Linked DNA regions of Triticum aestivum: region 1 is linked to region 2. Evidence: chromatin contacts called from public Hi-C data. All regions are on one chromosome and are shown on one strand. Each heading gives the region's core, a stretch centred on a gene start, on an enhancer-like site or on the middle of the called end of the contact. The rest is flanking DNA. Distances are from core to core; before and after follow the strand shown.

Region 1 (4,702 bases), core at 1,364-3,863, 520 kb after region 2:
GTCATGGGCGATCGTAGAAACGTCCATTTTGAGGAAAGGAAAGATGTGTGTCGTGAACAAGCGGCGACCGATCAAGTAGGTTGGGATCACGACAATACATGTCATGGCGGTCGCAGAAATGACCATTTTGAGGAAAAGAAACATGTGTACCTTGAACAAGCGGCGACCGATCAAGTAGGTTGGGATCGGCAGAAACACGTGTCTTAACTCACAATGACAACAAAATGGTCATTTTGAAGAAATCTATATGTGACTCAAACAAGTGGCGGCCAGTCAACTAGTTATTATCGGCAAAAATGCATGTCAGGGCAGGGGCAGAAACAATCACTAAAAGCAACACGTGTCCAACAAGCGGCAACCGTATAAGTAGACCAAGGCTGGCTCTCGAACCTCGGGAAATTCCCTCAAAAGTAAGAATGGAAAACTGAATGGAGCAAGTAGTCACGCAATTGGCGTGACGGACAGTGGCGGAGGGCCAGGGGACCATGGCCCCCACGAACAATTTTCAAAGTCTATTTTCTAGTGCAACGTTTGTCCATCATACTAATTTTGGTGTAGCGTAGTCTATATTTTTTTCTAGCCATTGCAATGTTGCTCATGGTTGCCGCCATTGGTGACCCTAGAGCGCTCGGCTAATTTTCAGGCCGAAATTACTATGCACACAACAATGCGCTGGACGATTCTCAGACGGCCTGGTGATCGATGGCTGCGCCCCACATGAACTCAACTGATCGATGGCTGGTATAGCTTGTCGTTCACAGATCGGGCACAATCCATCGTGTGTGTAGCAGTCCTCTTTTCAGGCGACTTACAAATAGACGACTCATTTGCAAATGATTCTGACCATCTTTTCCAGCAGCTGGGTAATCGTATGGCACCAAAAAAGGAGCGAAGGAAACAAGGACCGCGCAACCTGGTGCGACCCATCACGGCCAGCACATCCTGGTTCAGCCCCCACAAACGCCATGCCCAGCTACGTCCTCCGTATAAACTTGCAGCCTGCTGCCCCATGGTTAATTTTTTTTTTTGAACTTAAAGTCTTGGTCATAAATATTCTCTCTGAAATGGCAGTTCAACCGTGACAAAATAGTCCATCCACATCGAAAAAATAATAATGAAGAAATAAGAACAAGAAGGATGAGGGAAAAAAAGTGTTCCTTTGACCTTTTTAATGGGTGCATGCATGTGATGTGAGTGAGGGGTGCCTTTTTTTTTTCCAGGCTATAGATTTGATTTGATGAGTTAATTAGCAGCACATATGCACTCCTTTGACCTTCTCCCCATGGAAACATGCATCCATCCCTTTTTATCCCCTTTTCTTTTGAACTCATATCCAAGATCCTCTCTGCCTCATTCCCTCTCATGTGTGTGAACTTTGTGGGATACTTCCTTCATCTCATAATATAAGAGCATTTTTTTGCGGGTGAATATAAGAGCATTTTGACACTACAGTAATGTCAAAAACGCTCTTATATACACTATACTAGTGTCAACTTATATACATTACACTAGTGTTAAAAACGCTTTTATATTATGGGATAAAGGGAGCAGTAACTATTCTCTTTTCATTTGAACTAGCAAAACGTCATATATTATATTTAGGAGCAGAGTCTAGTACTAGTGATGAGGAGGATTAAATTAGGTGGCCATCCTTTTCTGCAAACAGAGGCGGCCACCACCGCTATAAAAAGATGCTCTCTTTCTTTTCAGTTTTCACCCATGGCAGGTGAGGTGGGAGTGAGGAAGAAGGGGGAAGTGAACTGACCCGAGCGAGGTCGAGGGAGCACGCATAGCCCTGCACCTGCACCTGCAGCAGCCAGCAGCAGCCAGCAGCAGTCCACACCACCACAAGCCAGTGACAACAATCAGGATTGGTAGGAGCCCATCCCCGCCTTGCTGGCCCTGACCTCCCCCCCTCCTCTCCCCCCTCTCGCTCTTCATTTAATGGCTTCTCTGTCCCCTCGGTCTTCTGCCTCCGCTCGCTCACCTGGGTACTAGCGGTAGTAGTAGCACTAGGCTGGGGCTGGGTGCGGCATCCGAAGAGAGTCGAGAGAGAGGTAGAGACCGCTGCCTCTGAGCTGTTCCTTCCACCTCCAGCGAGTGTTCCAGAGATTGGGCACATCAATATAGCTAGCTACCTAGCTACGGCGAGGAGGGAGGGGGGAGAGTTTTTCTTTTCTTTTTGTCAAGCTCCATGCTTGCTTGGCTGGTCGGTTGATTCTCTTTGATCCTCGAGCGCGGCCGCCGGTCCTGTCCAGTCCAGTCCACCCAATCCTCGCTGTTCGTGCGCCCAAGCTCGTGCCCGCCCGCGCCAGATCTGAGCAGATTCCAAGAATCCCAGCACCAACCCGGCGGGGAGTTCTTGGACTTGGACAGATAGAGAGGGGAAAAAAAGGTGAGGGAACTTGCGTCTTTCTTTCTCTCGATCTGATTCGGCGCTCTGCGCCGGGCGATTCTGGGTGCCGGGGATTGACGCGGTTTCTTGGTTGATTGATTGATTGATCGATCCTTGGCTGCGATCCGGCTGCTCTGAGAGTAATTTTGATCTGACCCGTATTGATGATTCTGCTTGGCTGCAGGCGAGGACGGCGGTGGAGGTACGGAGGCCGGGCATGCCGGCGAGGAGCTGCGGGGAGAGGGCGTGATGGCGGCGGTGATGGACTACTTCAGGTCGTGCTGGGGCGCGCGGTCCCGGGCCGGGCGGCGGGGCAAGAAGGGCTCCGACGCCGCCGGCCGCCAGGACGGGCTGCTGTGGTACAATGACGCCGGCCAGGCGGTCACCGGCGACTTCTCCATGGCGGTAGTGCAGGCCAACAGCCTGCTGGAGGACCAGAGCCAGGTGGAGTCCGGCTCGCTCTCCATGGCCGACCCCGGCCCGCAGGGCACCTTCGTCGGCGTCTATGACGGCCATGGCGGCCCGGAGACCTCCCGCTTCATCAATGACAACATGTTCCACCATCTCAGAAGTAAGCCCCATCTCAAGAAAAATCCCCATCTCCTAATTTCTGCAACCAAAAAGAAGCAAGAAAATCTCCTGACAACTTTTGCTCTGTTACTATGTTGATCAGTTGTTGCGTTTTTGTGAGCATGATTGTGATAATCATGCTGATTTTTCTCATAAAAAAAGCCAAGGGCTATGATAGTTTTGGTACTCATTGCTGTAACATCAGAACAAGAAGAAAATATTGCAGGTTCAGTAGACTTATTTCTAAGCTTGCATCACACATGGCGTGGTCACCGGCAGCGAGCTAGTATTATATCTCACAAAGAATAAATTCATCTCTTCCAGCTGCGTATGTCTTCTGTTGATGGTGACATTGTTCTGCTACTCATTTGTTTTCTGTTTCTGGGGGCTGTTTCTTACTCATTGTTAGCCTTGTTAGTGTCAGTGTATGATAAACAATCTCCTTTTCCAGGATTTGCAACCGAGCACAAGTGCATGTCGGCCGATGTGATCCGGAAAGCCTTCCAAGCAACCGAGGACGGTTTCCTTTCTGTAGTCAGCAAGGAATGGTCTATGAAGCCTCAGATCGCGGCAGTGGGCTCTTGCTGCCTGGTCGGCGTAATTTGCTCCGGGACTCTCTACATCGCAAACGCGGGCGACTCGCGTGCTGTTCTCGGAAGGCTCGTCAAGGCGACCGGTCAGGTTGTGGCCATGCAGTTATCGGCGGAGCACAACGCGTGCTACGAGGAAGTTAGGCAGGAGCTACAGTCATCACACCCTCATGATCCACAAATTGTGGTTCTGAAACACAACGTTTGGCGTGTGAAGGGCCTCATCCAGGTAACCGAAATTCTGTACCGCGAGACGCATAAGACCACTGTGAGATTTAGACCTGCCTAGATAATTATTAATTTGTTGTTAGAAGTCTTCGCGGCAGTGACATCATCTGTCCATCTCATCACAATTCCACTTCTTTTTTTCGTTCCGGAGTATGGATAATTACTTCTGCATCTGCGCTGTTTGTTTCAAGTTAGGTATTAGGTAAGTCAATCGTTCTCAGAGCTAAAGTGCCTGCACTAAATATGGTTGCATCATCATAATATAACATGCTTTTCGTATATCCAAAAATAAATGTGTGGTAAGATTTGGTGCTGTATAATTGCCGTCTTTATGACTGGGGCCTCTTGTCCTCCCATATGACTATGCTAGATTGATGTTCATGCTTTCTGTATAATGGAAGCGTGCCAGCAAGAGGCAGGAGGAAGTGATGCATTCTGAAGTCATCCATGGTTATCGTCATTTTCACGCTTAACTTTTGAGCTAATCAACACCATCAGTTGCTGCAACTCGGGATTTTCATCATGACATATTATTACTTTGTGTACACAACTGTCTATAGGCTCCTGTAAATTTTCTCTTCTGGATTATATATACTGGTATACATACAGTTGGGGTGCTCTACTACTGTTTTTCTTCAATTGTAACTTATGAGGTGAGATGATATTCTGCAGATATCAAGATCTATCGGAGATGTATATCTGAAAAGACCAGAGTATAACAGATCACCTCTACATAGCAAGTTTCGGCTCCGGGAAACCTTCAAGAAGCCAATTCTTAGTTCTGAACCTGCGATTGCTGTTCACCAAATACAACCGAGTGATCAGTTTGTTATATTTGCTTCTGACGGGCTATGGGAGCACCTCAGCAATCAGGAAGCAGTTGACCTTGTCCAAAGTAACCCTCGTAATGTATGTGTTC
Region 2 (4,745 bases), core at 406-2,905:
GATAATTCCAGACTCTCTGCCACTTTCCCAGATTTTTCATGGTCAACTCCTGTCCATCTTCCGGCACCGATAGACCCAGTCACCAACTTGAATCCGGTACTCGTCAACACTGCTTCAGTACCCCCTGCACAATTTGTCTGACCACTTGTCTGACTACCATTGCCTTGGCCTGTCGTTGTGACCCGTGCTTACCGCACGCCTCAACGCTATCACCGCGTCGAGCCTCTGCTATCCTGGTCGAGTCTCCCGGGTAGCTAGCCCACACTGCCTCAACCCCCACTGCAGAGAACCATTGATCATCACCGACCGATGTCGAGTATCACGTCTCCATCAGACCACTGGTACCCAGTCTGAACCACGTGTCTCTCGCCTTCCTGCTGAAATAGGCTACGATTCTCCAGATCCTTACGTCGTAGACCCTCCATCAGCACAGAGTGAAGCCGTCCATTAGACTCCAACTCCACCTTCAACATGAATCCATGTAGCTGGCCGGGCTACCCTGCGCCCGGGCCGTTGACTCCAAGCTCTTATGTGGGCACTACCTTGAATCAACCCAGCGCCATAGTCTTGTCGAAACCGCACAAGCCCTTAGGCATGCATCACGTGTTTCCACGCCCCAGAAGTCGGACACCATCAACATCACACTCCTATGTCGTCGTCGCTGAAATCACCACCATCTTCTGTTTTGACCGACATCCATGTCAATCCATCAGATTGTCAAGTCTGACCCAACCGAAATTATCCGACTGCAATCATGCTCCACCCTGCGTCGTGTCCGTCCTGCACATCTCCATGCCTTGCTTAATGCCATGTGTATGCATGATTTTGCCACAACGCACTCCAGACTCCTCTGAGCCTTATACGCACGTCGCCTTCTCTGACCGCATGCACTTCATCTTGATCAACTTGGCTTCCTGCTACCCCTTCACGTATACCTAATTCTCCAGCAGATTATTCCTGTATATCTCTAGTGCAATACTTGAATATATAGCATAACCTGCCAAGTGAATCGATCACTTATGAATTTGCAGCTCCGCGTCATAATCCTGCTGCCATCATGTACACAATCCATGCCCAAAACAAAGAGCCAAAAGATAGCCTTATAGATATCCAAAACATGCGTACACTTACCAAAGAGACATGTACGAACTCCATCATCCATGACGCCTGGGTCTATACTCCCGTCCTTTTCCTTTGTTTTCTCCGACACATCCAATTGATACGATGGCCTGCATTGTTTTAAAAAAATCCCAACAAAAACTCATGTCAATCTGCTGCACACAACTCCAGCATGCACGCACGAGCCAGCCGAATTAGGACCTCGCCGCGTATTGCGCCCGAGCTGGCTCCTGGGTCAAGCTCCCCTGGTCCGCCGTCGCTCCCTCACTGGCCGAGCTGCGCTTGGGCAAGACTCATGTTGCGCTGTTACGTGGCCCTGCCTGGGCAAGACTCATGTCACTGGTGGCTGCACCGCTCGCCTGGGCGTCCACATCACGCACCCTGCTCTGGTTTTGATCGGAACCAATCCGATCAGACCTGCTGCTTGCGTAATCCTCCGCGCCGCCGCCGAGATCACCTGGTGCAAATTGATTTGCCTTCCGCTTCCGATCCCTTCTTGTACTCGCCGACTTCTGCTGCTTCAGAAAATTCCATCGATCGTCCTGGCTTTCCGTCCACTACCAACGAGATCGCTCCTGGTCGCCTGACAAACCACGTATCTCTGTTCCTAATGAACGACTTGGTGAATAGTCTGCGCAGTTTAATTTCGCTGTTTTTTTCATCATCCTCCCACCTTTGATTTTTTTTCATCATCCTCCCAACTCCGTTAACTCGCAACCCTCAAAAACCACCCCCACGCACGAACCACTCCCCTCCCTCTCCTCGCGCAAGCATCCTCTCCTCGTACCCTCGCAGCAGCTAGGGTTCCTGCGCCGCCGCCACGACCAGCCCAACGTCCTCCGGATCGTCGCCGCCCCTCTCCGGATCGCCGCCATCACCGCCGCGGATCGCCACCTTCGCCGTCGGAATCGCTGCCAACGTCTCGTCGCCCCGGATCACCGCCGTCGCCGGGCCATGGCGGTGGAGGTCGACAGCACCTGGAAGCGCGGGGCGGCGGCCTTCCTGGACGACCCCTTCGAGGTGCTGCAGGCGAAGCGGGGCCGGTGCTCACCGTCCGCCACCGCGGCCTCGGTTGCCGACCTCGGCATCAACATGCAGTTCGACCCCGTCGAGGCGCTCCAGTCCGTCTTCCCCGGCGCCGATCCGCAGGTACCCCCGCCGCCGCTCCGCACCTCTTTCTTTCATTCTTTCGGTTGATTGGTAGGTCGTGCGCAGACGTGTAGTAGAGCCCGCCGATTCAGTTCATCACAAGAACCATGCGAACTTGGTTACACCGCAAGAAAGATTGTGCCTTGAATCTTGAAACAAAATTTCTGTTGTCGATTCATATCCCCTTTCTTGAATTAGAATAGACTAAGAGTTCAGAGATTGATATCCATTTATTGCTGATACAAATAATCTTTATTTAGTTTACAAACATGTAATGAAATCTACACTACGAATAAGAAGACTGAAGGGTGTGCGGCAGCCCATGGCGGGCAAGGCGTGCTGCAGTGGGGTTATGGCAGCATTATGGTCATGAGAGAGCTAGCATGCTCATTGGTATAAATTAGTTACCCTCATGTGGGGTTATTTTTTATTCTAAGTATTAACATGCCTTCAAAATAATTCTGTAATAGGTATATAATTGCAGGTTGTTGTGTGAGCTGCACCTAAACTGTGAACTGAAACTGCAATGAATTACTTGAAACTTGGTGTCTTTATATTTGCCCCATTTGTTGAGGTTCAGTTTCACTAAAATGGACAGACCATGAGCTCCTTTAGGAACTTGTTGGGAAATGTCGCTTGTGTGGAGAGACTGAAATCTACACTACGAATAAGAAGACTGAAGGGTGTGCGGCAGCCCATGGCGGGCAAGGCGTGCTGCAGTGGGGTTATGGCAGCATTATGGTCATGAGAGAGCTAGCATGCTCATTGGTATAAATTAGTTACCCTCATGTGGGGTTATTTTTTATTCTAAGTATTAACATGCCTTCAAAATAATTCTTCAATAGGTATATAATTGCAGGTTGTTGTGTGAGCTGCACCTAAACTGAGAACTGAAACTGCAATGAATTACTTGAAACTTGGTGTCTTTATATTTGCCCCATTTGTTGAGGTTCAGTTTCACTAAAATGGACAGACCATGAGCTCCTTTAGGAACTTGTTGGGAAATGTCGCTTGTGTGGAGAGGCTGGAAATACGAAGACAAGTATGTGTTTGATTATTGTGAAGCTATTTAACATATTAGTGGTGTCAACGAGGGTAAGTCCAGGTTCCACATGTCAAGCTATATCAGTTTTTTCGCAAAGAAATTTCTCTTTATACAACAAGACAATACTTATTTGTGATTTTGCATGCCGTCGTGGAATTCTAGCGAACATGTCAATTTGTTCGTGATTTCGGACATACAGTATTTGGGTCCCTTGCTTGAGGAGACGTTGATAAGTTACTTCAGATATACATATGGACCGAACTAAATATGTATTTAGATATTATAAAAGTGTGTGTTGTCTTGCAATAGTTTTAACCCACTCAACTGTATTATAAATGTGCAAAAAAAAAAAAATCTGGCCCGGTGGCAAAGCAGAGTATTTAGCTAGGTGAGCTATAGACCAGGAGCTGGTGGGTGGCAGGGCAAGCACGCCGCTTCTCCTATCTGTCTCCAGAGAGGCGCGTGCGTCGAAAAATAAACATATCTGAGCCATGCGCCTTGCTTCTACTGGTTTCTATAGAGATTGGATCGCTTAGATTTTAGACTAGGCAGTTGCTATCGAGGTCGCCAAGGTGATCCTACAGCACTGTCATGGGGATTGTTCGTGATTCTATCTGGACAAGCGGTGGTGGTGATTGGCTGGGTGGTGGTGTTGCCTTGGGGAGAGACAAAGTGAAGGTAAAAGCAAGCAAGATCCGATGGTGCTGCCATGAGGATAGCCAAAGTCAAGACGTCGACTACAGACTCGTCGCAACAAACCTGGACGCTACGAGCCTGATTCATGGACCAATGGAGGGTCTTGACGCTGTTAGGGTTGGGAAAGGATGAATGTGGAGGGTGACATGCTTGGTTGAGTACCCCCTGGAAGATTGTGTCCTCCCCGTGGATCTGTCTGTGGCCATCGTAGAGGAGATTGTGGCCCTTCCCCAACGAGCAAGAACAATGTAGGCGGTAGCAGGAGGTAGGGGTGGATGCGGGGATGGATGTTGATGGTTGCTCGAGGTTGCGGTGTGGAAAGCCAAGAGCACGAAGTCGAAATCGGATAGGAGTTTGAGTTCTTGTTGGCCGCGGCTGGCTCCCCACTTTAGTGATGTATTTTTTTCCGTTTGTTGAAGTTCGGTTTGTTGAACCTAGAGTGCCACTCGCAACATGTTTCAGGTGACCCAGAAGTTCCCTTTCATCAACAGTTACAGAGTGTTTAGAGTTCCGAGCTCTGTCGTCGTCGGCAGCCTTGTGAAATGCCAACTGGTCGTCGCTTCTTTCAGTGGTAATTCTCGATTCTTTGCACCCTTACATGCAGATTCAGAGATGAGTGTCAAATTCTTCAGACAAGTTCTGAGACAGAGCAAGATCCTTACATACTACTTGTGTGCAGCTGACGGGAAACACGTAGATGTTACTGGACTGCAATTACCCGGCATGCTGGATGACA

What was found. A called contact is a pair of places that touch in the nucleus more often than the background predicts.
Region 1: a contact with region 2 is called in a Hi-C map of leaf, with 3 times the contacts expected there. The contact joins the promoter of LOC123093683 here to the promoter of LOC123093682 in region 2. A contact is called at or near these places in 3 of 5 Hi-C or Micro-C datasets (all in leaf).

What each region holds. Positions count from the first base shown.
Region 1 is chr4B:626,192,732-626,197,433 of IWGSC CS RefSeq v2.1, forward strand. LOC123093683 (probable protein phosphatase 2C 28) reads left to right here and starts at 2,614. Exons shown (of 4, transcript XM_044515694.1): 1 at 2,614-2,966; 2 at 3,417-3,784; 3 at 4,456-4,692. The coding sequence starts at 2,645.
Region 2 is chr4B:625,675,183-625,679,927 of IWGSC CS RefSeq v2.1, forward strand. LOC123093682 (pullulanase 1, chloroplastic-like) reads left to right here and starts at 1,656. Exons shown (of 5, transcript XR_006445492.1): 1 at 1,656-2,268; 2 at 4,472-4,580; 3 at 4,689-4,745.